Linked DNA regions of Macaca mulatta: region 1 is linked to region 2. Evidence: chromatin contacts called from public Hi-C data. All regions are on one chromosome and are shown on one strand. Each heading gives the region's core, a stretch centred on a gene start, on an enhancer-like site or on the middle of the called end of the contact. The rest is flanking DNA. Distances are from core to core; before and after follow the strand shown.

Region 1 (5,403 bases), core at 404-2,903, 170 kb after region 2:
GCAAACTAGAAAATACAGACACTCATCAACAGTAGAATGAGTAAGCTTATTGTGGTATGATCACACAGAGCAAGGCAAAATAATCTACACTCAATGACATGAAGGAATTTCATGAAAGTAATGTTGAAGACAAAGCCAGTTTTTTATTTTTAAAAAGTATTTACAGTACCATGGCTTTTATATAAATATGCAAAACTGAGAAGCAAGATGACAAAGGGAGTGTCACATCTAGAAAGTGGTGCAATAAGATGCACAGCTAGTGCTGCCTTGTGACTCTAAGATCTACCTCCTTGAAAAGTTTGCCTGTGGCAAATGCGGCTCGGCTCCCAAGCCAAGACAAAGTATAATTGGAGTGCCGAGGCTAAAAACCAAAATACCAACGAGACTGGTCGAATGAGGCACCTAAAAATTGTGTACAGCAGGTTAAGGCATGGCTTTTCTGAAGGAACACCACCTAAACCCAAGAGGACAGCTGTTGCAGCAGGAGTTCAAGACCAGCCTGGCAAACGTGGCGAAACCCTGTCTCTACTAAAAACACAATAATTAACCGAGTGTGGTGGCGGGCGCCTGTAATCCCAGCTACTCGGTAGGCTGAGGCAGAAGAATCGCTTGAACCCGGGAGGCGGAGGTTGCAGTGAGCCGAGATTGTGCCATTGCACTCCAGCCTGGGCGATAGAGCAAGACTCTGTCTCGAATAAAAAATATATATATATTTGGATTAGTCACACAATAAATGTTCCGATTTAAAAAAAAAAAAAAAAAAAGGCAAAACTCTCCTTTGCTGTTAGAATTCAGGAAAGGTCAGTTATGAGTGAGGAGGGGGTTTAGTGACTGAAAGGAAATAGGAAGGGGGAGTTTCTGGGAATATTGTAACGTTTCTTGAACAGGGTGCTGATATATTAAGTAATATATCTTAGAGAGAAAGCTAGAAAATACAGAAGTGTTTAAAAATTTTTGAATCACCTACAATCCCACTATCCAGTGATAACTACTGTTAATATTTTTTTCCAGTTTTTTTTGAAGTCGGTGTGCACATGCTCTCTCCTCCCCTCCACTCATACACATAAATTTTGCTAAATTAGGTTTATTCTCATTTAGTTTTATTTCTGCTTTATTTTTACATAAACTATATCATTCAATATTCTTTGCAAGCATTTTATAAGCAGCTGAAACATACTCCATTGAATGCATATGCTCCAGTACATTTAATCAGTTGCCCATTGCTCTATTTTCTTATTAAAAAATAATCAGTCATAGTATCTCTCTCTCACACATACCCCTACACCTCTAGACATTCTTTAAGCTCTGCATTCATTCTCTATTTCCCTCCAGAAAGGTTGTACCGATTTACAGTTTCACTGGCAAGATATGAGGGCTCCTTGTATCGCAGTCCAACCCCAGCTCATTTCTTAGTATAGGTTTGTTTTTAGGATGGTCGGGCTCAAAGCAGAACTAAGAGATCTGCCGTTTTGGACACGGCCGAGGCGCGCAGCTCCCGGGGCCTGGAACGCGCTCTGAGTACGCCGGTCCCTTCAAGGTTGCGCGGGCTCCCGACGAGACCCGGCCCAGCCGGGCACCCCCGCGCGCTCCCGGATCTCGCCGGCCTCGCGCCGGCCGGTTGCCATGAGAACCACGGAGCCTCGGAACGCCCGCAGACTAGCCTGTATCTGAGGGGGCGAGGGATACCGAGGCCCAGGCATGGAGCTGCCGGATCCGGTGCGCCAGCGGCTGGGAAACTTCAGCCGGGCTGTGTTCACTGATTCCAATCGGACCGGTCCGGAGTACAGTGAGGGTCCCGGTGAGTGACCGAGGCCGGCGCAGGGGGTGTGGCCTGCTGAGGGCTTGGCGTGGGTTTTGGAGCGTCCAGAATTTGCCCGTACCTAAAATGGCGATGTCGCCTTCAGTCAGTTTCCCGCAGTGCGGGCCAGAGCTTTGGAGGAGGGGCCGGCCGGGGCGGGGAGCTGAGGCGCTGGCGGCCTCCGGCCGCGGGCTGGGCCTGGTCTGCACGCGCTAACGCCTGGCCTGCTCCGTGCAAGCCCGGCAGCTGAGGTGGGGCCGACCTCTGTGCCAAGCAAGGCCCATCATGGCTCCTGGGAAACCCCAAAAATAAAAAGATAAAAGCAGCCCTTGCTGCACAGGCTAGTCCCCCGCGCACCGCGAGAGCGAAGGCCCAACTTGCTTTTCCTCTGCGGCGCCCGCCCCGGCTTTTCTGTCCAGGATGGCGAGGAACAGCCCAAGCAATCCCCACCTCCCCTGTCCCCACCCGCCGCCCAGGGAGCAAATTTGCCTTTTCCCTTTTCCTAGCAGAACAAGTATGTTCCTAAGCAAGGCCATTTTCTGGCAGAAAAGATTAGGGGGAAAAAAAATTTTTTTTTAAGAGTCCTTTCAAACCACCATCCACTCCCAACTGGCATGTGCCATACTAGCCGGACGTTCAACAAAACTCACCCCTTCCCTGCCTTCTCCTCCTCCTCCCCTATATGTAACTCTTACCATAAGGTAAGAAAATACCATGATGCCTCTGCATCCTTCAACTTGATGACAAGTGATAACGCAGTTTCCTCCAGAACAGGTTCCTCCTCCTACATCATGATGGTAGACAACACACTGTCAACCAAACCCGTGTGGTTTCCATCATTCAAGTCTGCTGGGAAATATAAATCTTTTCCACTGCTTGGTTTTACAGAATTTTTAAAAGGGACAGAAAAGTAAAGGCAGTCCCCAAAGCTGCATTTTGTCGTCTTGATCACTTGCCTATTCCCCAAATGTAGGCCTTTATGATTTAGGATGTACAGAGAAAAATGTGAAAAAATTAGGTTTCACGTTTCTGGTTCCAAGGATGAGGCTTAATGAGCACTAACGTCTGATAATACAAGGTAAAAAGACGTTTTCTGAAAAGGGCCAGATAGTAAGTACTTTAGGCTTTGTAGGCCATATGGTCTCCACGGCAGCCACTGACAATAGTTATTGAATAGGCATGGCTGTGTTCCAATAAAACTTTAAGGATATTGAAATTTGTATTTCGTATGGATTTCACGTATGAAAAAAATATTACTTTTTTAAGCATTTAAAGGTGAAAAAACATTTTTAGCTCATTGACTGTACAAAAACGTGTAGGCAGCTGACCAGTTGTTTACCTATCCCTGATTTATATTGTATGTTTTAATTTAAATTCCATTTATAGAACTCAACTTGAACTTTTGCAAAATTCAGTAAATGTATATCTTATGCTTTTAAGGTTCATTTACATATTAATTTGATTTTCATTTCCATGATTATAAGTTTGATCTGCTGAAATATGGACATAGCATAACCTTTAAGATGTTAACACACAATACTTCTAACATAAAAACCGTTCTTTGCAAAATTTGACTACAGTTTCTTCTCAAAGGTACTGAAATGTTCTGCTTGCCCAATTTATTATTCTTTCCCGTATTTTGTTCTTTGTGGATCAGAAGTAGGTTTGATTATTTGTACTGTAATAACAAATTTATGTAATTACCATGTCCACAGCATTGTGCTGTTGCTATCAGAAAGATCCTAGGCTGGTGAGTTGTCTTCAGATTTAACAGATTTTAAGAATTCATTCATTTATCAGTGGTAATTTAATAAGCAGTTGCAAGCAAAAGTAGATCACAATAATCAGGCATATTTTTGGAGCTAAAAGAAACTATTTTGCTGCGAGAGACCATGACTGTTTCTTATATTTTAAAATTATTAAATGACAGATAAAAACACTCAACTATGGAGAAAAGGAGAAAATAATGTTCTTAAGACATTTATTTTAGGACCTTTAAAATCTTACGTGTAGAACAACTGATTTCAATATATGTGTCCGCTCTTAAGAATTTAGTCAAATTTAGGATGTATTTTGTAGGGTTCAATTTTAAAAATCAAATTCTTAATTTAGGACCCTTCTGTCTTACATAAAAGCAAAAAGTGTTATGGAATCAACCTTAGGTAAATGGAACTCATGTATCACAAATGGCTATACTAGTAATGTCCTTATGACAGTATGCTTACATTAATTCATTCTTATGTGTATTTGATATTCACTGCATATAAAGCAAGATGCTAGATTCTATGAGGGTCTCAAATTAGGGTGGGACATGGTGTGTGCTTGCAGATAAGTAGATAAATAGAAGAGAAGAAGGAAAGGGGACTAATATTTGTTGAGTGCCTACTAAGTGTGCCCAGCACAGTGCTAGGAAGAAATAATTCATATTGGCTCTAATTCTCACAAGCAGCCTGTAAGGAAGTTTTAATTTCACTATTTTACAGATGAAGAAATAGAAGCTCAAAGAACTTAAATAATTTATATAAAGTCTGACATCCAGGGTCACAGAGGTTTGGGGAGCTCGGGTTTGCTTGAACTCTGAAGCCCGTGATCTGTTCAGTACACCAGACTGTTTTTCGGGGAGGGGAATGTGGTTCTTTGCTAGCACTTCTTATTGACAGTTTAGAGTGATAAGTACCTGAAGGGAAAGGTATTTCTGCTGGGGTGGGGGAACTGATGAAGGAAGTATTGATGGAAAAGACGACGCTGAATTGGACTTTAAAGAATGGCTAAGATTAGGGTATGCTGAAAAGAGAGATGTGTCTAATTATATAATCTTGGTAATCCGTTTTTGTATGAGATTAGTTTATATGTGAGAGATTCATTTTTATTTATTTTATGCATTAATTTTATATGCTATTTACATAGAATTCTACAAAGCAGGCAATGATAATTATCTGTTGAATAGGATTTATATTGATATTCTACATTAAATCTGTACTAGTATATGCAAAAAAGTCAGAAGACTGTAATGGCAAAATGGTAAAATAATTGAAAAATATGAAACATACCCCCAAATAGCCAATATTTGACCTAACTGGTATTAGGATGAATATTCCTTTTACTGTCAATGATTATAAATAGGCTTAAAATTTGGTGTTTTACTGAGCCAATATTATAGTTATTAATTCTACGGGATAGGATATACATATTTATAGGGCATAGACCAAGTTTCATAATTTGTTCCTTTTCTATTCCTTCTGTAGAAAATGAAATGGTCTCCAGTTTGGCATTGCAGATGTCACTTTATTTTAATACCTACTATTTCCCACTGTGGTGGGTGAGCAGCATTATGATGCTTCACATGAAGGTAAATCTAAGCTTTAATACTTTTGCTGCCCTGACGTTGTTAGAGTGTCAATAAAATTAAAGTTCTTAATAATTTTTTTCTATCTCAAATCAGTGTTACTATACGTGCAATTTTACAAACATGTTTTGGCCTTTCTTTTAGTATTCAATCTTGCCTGATTACTACAAATTCATTGTGATCACTGTTATCATCCTAATAACCTTAATTGAAGCCATCCGGTTGTATCTGGGCTACATGGGTAACCTACAGGAAAAGG
Region 2 (5,467 bases), core at 2,782-5,281:
CTATCATCTCTAAATTTGCTACAGCCCCTTCATGTGGCTATCAAGGAATGATGACAAATAGGACCTCCATGGTATACTGTCCTTCTCTCAAATGAAAAAAAGACATTCTCGTTTTTGTTCCTGATCTAAGTTCTAGTGGTTCTAGAACTGGTATAAATAATTCTACTATTAAGCTCTACATGTAAGTTCTAGTACCACCAGACAATACAAGAAGTATTAGGGGGTACTTAATACTCCCAATACTTCCAGGAGAACATCCAGATGCTTCTGGTATTAAGTCCAAATCCTATCGTAAGACCTGATTTAATAGGGACACCATAATGGCCATCCCTAAAAGTAATCAAGCCATTTATTCAACTGTAATCAAGCTAAATTTTCACTGTAGCTTTTACCTTTAGACATATTAGCAATAACTTAAAATGTTATTTAAAAATTAATAACTTGAAAGCTCAAGGGAAATAAAATTCCAGGAAGGCTGCAAACTGTGAGGAAGAAACTGATTTTCTAACTGAGGAATCACATGATAATGTTCTATTTCCCTTAAGGAAAAGATTAAAATTTAACCATCTTAAAGTTGATGCTCCCAGTATACTGCCAAGTTAAGAAACACCTGTAATCAGGACCTTCTCCAACTTGGATAAGTACATCCACATTTCCAACACAAAAGCTTGGATGTCAGTCTAGACCTTTTCTTCTCCCTCATCCCCATCTTGCTCAAATCCCCAATTGAAATGACCACCAAATCCTACCCATTTTGTGTTCTAAGTGTTCCTCCAGTTAATTCTTTCCATTCCTTTGCCACTGCCTAGTCCTAACCTTTTGTCTCCCCTTATTTATTAAAACAGCTACCCTAATATTGCTATTTCCAGTCATCCTTTTACTATGATCCTCAGTCTACATTGTAGTCCTGGTGATTTTCCAATAGCAAACCTAATGTCTCTTCTGCTCAAAATCTTTCACTATGTTCCTATCACCTACAGAATAATCCCCAAATCATTTATTAACAGCACATAACTTTACATGCTTTCAGTCCTGCCTGACTCTCAAACCTCACATCTCACTGCATGACCCCCAATCCTACACTTTAAACCCCATTAATATCAAACTATACTACTTGAATTTCCAGCACATCCCATGCTAGGTAAGCCTCCATGCTTCTGCATAGGTTGTTGCTTCAGTCTAGAATGTCTTTCACTTCTTCCCCCTTGGCTTCCTGGACAACTATGAATCTTTCAAAACCCAGCTCAGATACTAGGAAGCCATCCCAACAACTCATCCTCTACCCTTAAAGAACTGATTGTTTTTCCCTCTGTTACCTCTGTATGTAATAATGGCATCTATTAGGCACTATGTCCCTGACACTGTTCCAAGCATTTTACATGTATTAACTCATTTAATCTTCACAATTACCCTCCCTATGAAGTGGCACCATTATGACCTTTATGGCTATGGAAATTTGAATCACAGAGAAGTTAAATAATCTGTCCTCAAAGATACTCAACTGGATGAAGACAGATTAAAATCGTTATGTCATACATATTTATACTACCGCATCTCTCACAGTGAATTTATTCATGTGACTCTTACACTAGACTGTACACTCCTTGAGGACAGGGATTATGTCATATTCTACTCTAAATCCACAGTACCTGGTATAAAGTAGGTAATGAGTGCATGCATTTCTCAAACTGATTTTAAAATAATATTCCTAACAAGTTGAAGAGAAAAGCATTCAGAAACTAGTTCCAAATAAATATTCAAATATGCTATGAGTTCTAGAATAGAGCAAGCTATGTTTTTAATCTAATAAAAAGGATGTTAAAAAGAAAGGTTATTACAGACCTGAATTACAGTCCTTGTGGACAAAGAAATGGGCTTATTTTGCAATTAAGTCCATTACTGCTTAATCACTGCAGTAAATCAAGGCCCAAACGACCATTTGCTTAAAATTAACTTTTTTATCCCACTAAATTAAAAAATTTTGTTGTTTATCATTCAGGGCAATGGAAAGAAAGCCCTATATTTACTCTTCTCAAGTGGAAAGAAGCCAATCACAGACCAGCACTACTAATTGCTTCCTTAAATCTGGCCAAGAAATGTATCCCATTAGGCAATTAAAATAAAATACAGTTGCCTGAGTAAGCATTTAACAAAAGAATTTCTAAGGTTTTGTGGATGGCAGTCCATTAATCAAATAATGAAAAATTCTTTATCCTAAGCAAGGAAAAATGAAAAAACAAGAAAAAAAAAAGATTACCATCACCCCACAAGAATATAGACTTCTATATTAAAACTCAATTCAGTCATATGCCTATGTTATATCAAAGCATATGCATACATGCTCACAATATTTCAGTAGCCATTCTTTGTCTCCTTAAAATTACAAAAATCAAAGTTATTTTAACACTAATGATGAATAACCTCAAAACCAAATGTACTGTATTTAGTGTGCTCTCACAGTTACAGTCCTCTGAGCCATACTGAAGTGCAGTAATTAAAATCCACAGGGATGATACTAGCTGCAACTGTGCACAGCATAGTACTTGTTAGAGTTATCTGCACCCCACCCAGCTTCTACACATTAGTGCACTGTAGAAAGGTAAATAAACTATCAGAAGACCCAGAGTTTAGGCCACAGCACAGCAAACTCTACCTCCACATACATCTTACCATTTCTTCGTACACTCAACCATCAGCTCCTGGTAGGAGGCCACAAACTGGAACTTGGATGCATGTTTTCCCACACGCTGCAGTCTCTTCCAAACTGAAGCCATGATGATCAGTCAAGACACTGGAGCAGTTCTGGGTTAGCAATACAGCAGCTTTAATAATGCAGAGGGTCCAAAGCAAACGAACTTTGCATGTATGTCTTTTAAAAACTCAACTACAACTCGAAATGATGCTTGGGGTCCATAAGTCTTCTCCCTGTTTCACAGGGTAAATTCCATCTTAGATGAATGGCCCAGTCAAGAACACTATGATATACGTGACAGGATGAGTGGGAGGGGGTTCCCTCATGGAGACATCACCATGCCACCTCAGGGGCTATATGTGTATTCTGGAGGACTGAAAAGCAAAACAAAGACAAAAAGAGAAAGAATATGAGGAGAGAATCATGAGAAGTGACTAACCACCCATGTTAAATAACGCTGCAAAAGACCATCCCAGTTCTCTGCATGTCTTTTAAACAATGAAACAAAACACCGACCTCAAAAGCCAGTAACATCAAGGATGCAAGACACCAAGGAAGAAATTACAATTCACACCGAAGACGTGGAGCGACACATCAGGTAGTCAGCATCAACAACAATCCAGAGAGATGGTAACTCGGGGCCCTACCTCCCCGTTAGCATCACAGAAGGGCGAGCAGAGCGGGAAAGTCTAGGGATGCTGTTTAATGTCCACCGCCAGTCAGAGGGAGGAGTGGAGTATTTTTAATAAACTTTGTTTTTCAGCCGATAATTAATAGCCTCAAGTCCGACAATATGTGCTTGGAACAAATTAGGGAGCCAGGAGGAATGCTGTTTTTCAGTCGGAGGGAGGAAATGGATGGGAAACGAGGAGTGGAGGGAAATCTCCAGGCAGAGAGAGGGCAATGTCCCGGCTCCAGGCCACTTGGGCTCCTTCGCTGCCAACCGGAGGGAAATGGAAACTCCTGCCTGGGCGTGAAGCAATGACCAGCGGGGCAAGTGGACTGTGCAGGGTGCGGTGCCTCCCTCCCCCATCCTCAGGGGAACAGTCCGCCGGAGCCCAGTCTCCTCACGCACAGAGCCCAGACCCCTGCCCCCCAGCGGAGGCAGGCGGTGGCTCGTCCGCGGTCCCTGTCACCCAGGCGATACCAGAAGACCCCAGCCCGGACCCCAAGCCCCGGCCCCGCCGCTCGTCCACTCCCGCCCCCTCCTCACACCTCTAATCCCGCTGTCGGGTTGTGTCTGGCCCCGTTCCCTTCTCAGAGGCGCTCCTCCGTCGCCGCCGCAGCAGCAGCCGCCGCCGCCGCCACCGAGTCCTCCATCCCCGCCGGAGCCACATGGAACAGCCAAGCCAGCCACGGCGCTCGCGGGAGCCGGGATCTGCAGCCCCTCAGGCGGACGGCGCCCCTCACGCCCGCCCCCTCCCTGACAGATCGCCCCGCGACCGTCCCCCACCCTACCAAACCCTGCCAGAGCCGCCGCTCAGCGCCCAGCACCCCCTCCCCCGCCTTCCTCCTCCGCCACCATCATCATTACCTCCCCCGCCGCACCTCTCACACTAACCCTACCCACCGCAGCTGAACCTCCACCGCCCCGCCGCCATTGGCCGGGTCCCGCGCGTGCCCCGCCCACCTCAGCGGCCGGGTCTTAGAGTGGCTGGGGTGCCTGACTGGTAGAACTGCCTGCCCATCAAAGGGGCTCCACCTTCCCCTTGCTTGGGAGGTGGTTTTTCTCCAAGCCGGAACGCGACGCACAGGCAACCTTTTTGTAAAAAAAAAAAAAAAAAAAAAAAAAAAAGGAACCGACTAAGTACGATCCCGCCCGTTCTTCTGATTGGCTTGGAGAGGGAAGCGATAGGCGGGAGGAATAGGGAGTGTTTATACTGAACTGGAAGGTGATTGTAGAAGGTGGCTGTCCGTCAAAGGCGCCGCCGGTGCCGGGCTGGGTTTCTGGACCCTAAGGGTGATTGCAGACCTGGAGACTGGCTTCGCAGCAGCTGTGGGCAGTGCGGCTGCCTGTGGGTTTCTCTCCTGTTCTCATCTCCGCGAGGACCTGGGCGCGCCCTCTCCTCCACCACTGGCAACTAGGGTTTTTGCGCATACAGCCTTTATTTCACCAATTCCTCCTGGGATCTTACCTGACAACCTGAAGTAATGACCCTGTCAGCCACCCCCCCTCAACCCGCTCCCCGCCCAACATTGAGTCAACTGGTCTTCAAGAGGATTGATCAGCTGAGCTAGACACAGAATGTGTACAGTACAATTTCTTCTTGTTCGGAGTCTTCACGTTTCTTTGAATCTTGGTTTCTCCTCTTCGCTGTCGGACTCTTTTGCCCCCAGTGAGAACTGTAGATGGATTTGGGAACAGCTAGCGTACAAAAAGGGTAGTCAAAGGCAAAAAGGAGGAGGCAGAGTGAGGGCAGGGACACTTAATCTTGTTAAAAGAGCCAAGGGCCCTTTTGAGAACATGAAAGCTACAGATACTTTCTCAAGGGGGAAAAAGTGTCCTGTCTCAAAACACAAAAATTTGTTTTCAGTTTTAGATGGTTCACAGACCTCTGGCGTAGAGAAACAGGACAAAGAATGAAACTTCAGGGGAATCCTAGCATTTAAGGAATAAAATTTAAGAGTAAAATGGGAAAGAGACTGAGAAGGAATAATCAGAGAAGTAGGCGCATCAGCAAGCAATGGGCAGACAGTTTGGGGAGAAAAAGAGAGGCAAGCTAACATAAAAAGAAAGGAAGCGGGATAGGCTCTGGAAACAAGGATCGTTCAGTC

Evidence for each region. Hi-C and Micro-C count contacts between places; a contact is called where the count stands out from the background.
Region 1: a contact with region 2 is called in a Hi-C map of fetal cortical plate, with 2.5 times the contacts expected there. The contact joins the promoter of TMEM17 here to the promoter of EHBP1 in region 2. A contact is called at or near these places in 3 of 14 Hi-C or Micro-C datasets (cortical neurons, fetal cortex germinal zone and fetal cortical plate).

The regions. Positions count from the first base shown.
Region 1 is chr13:62,220,715-62,226,117 of T2T-MMU8v2.0, forward strand. TMEM17 (transmembrane protein 17) reads left to right here and starts at 1,654. Exons shown (of 4, transcript XM_015112568.3): 1 at 1,654-1,798; 2 at 5,044-5,147; 3 at 5,289-5,402. The coding sequence starts at 1,699. It overlaps LOC106992984 (a long non-coding RNA gene), which reads right to left. Exons shown (of 15, transcript XR_013402766.1): 14 at 2,494-2,582; 15 at 1,084-2,090.
Region 2 is chr13:62,046,107-62,051,573 of T2T-MMU8v2.0, forward strand. EHBP1 (EH domain binding protein 1) reads right to left here and starts at 4,032. Exons shown (of 25, transcript NM_001261566.2): 1 at 3,908-4,032; 2 at 2,671-3,066. The coding sequence starts at 2,774.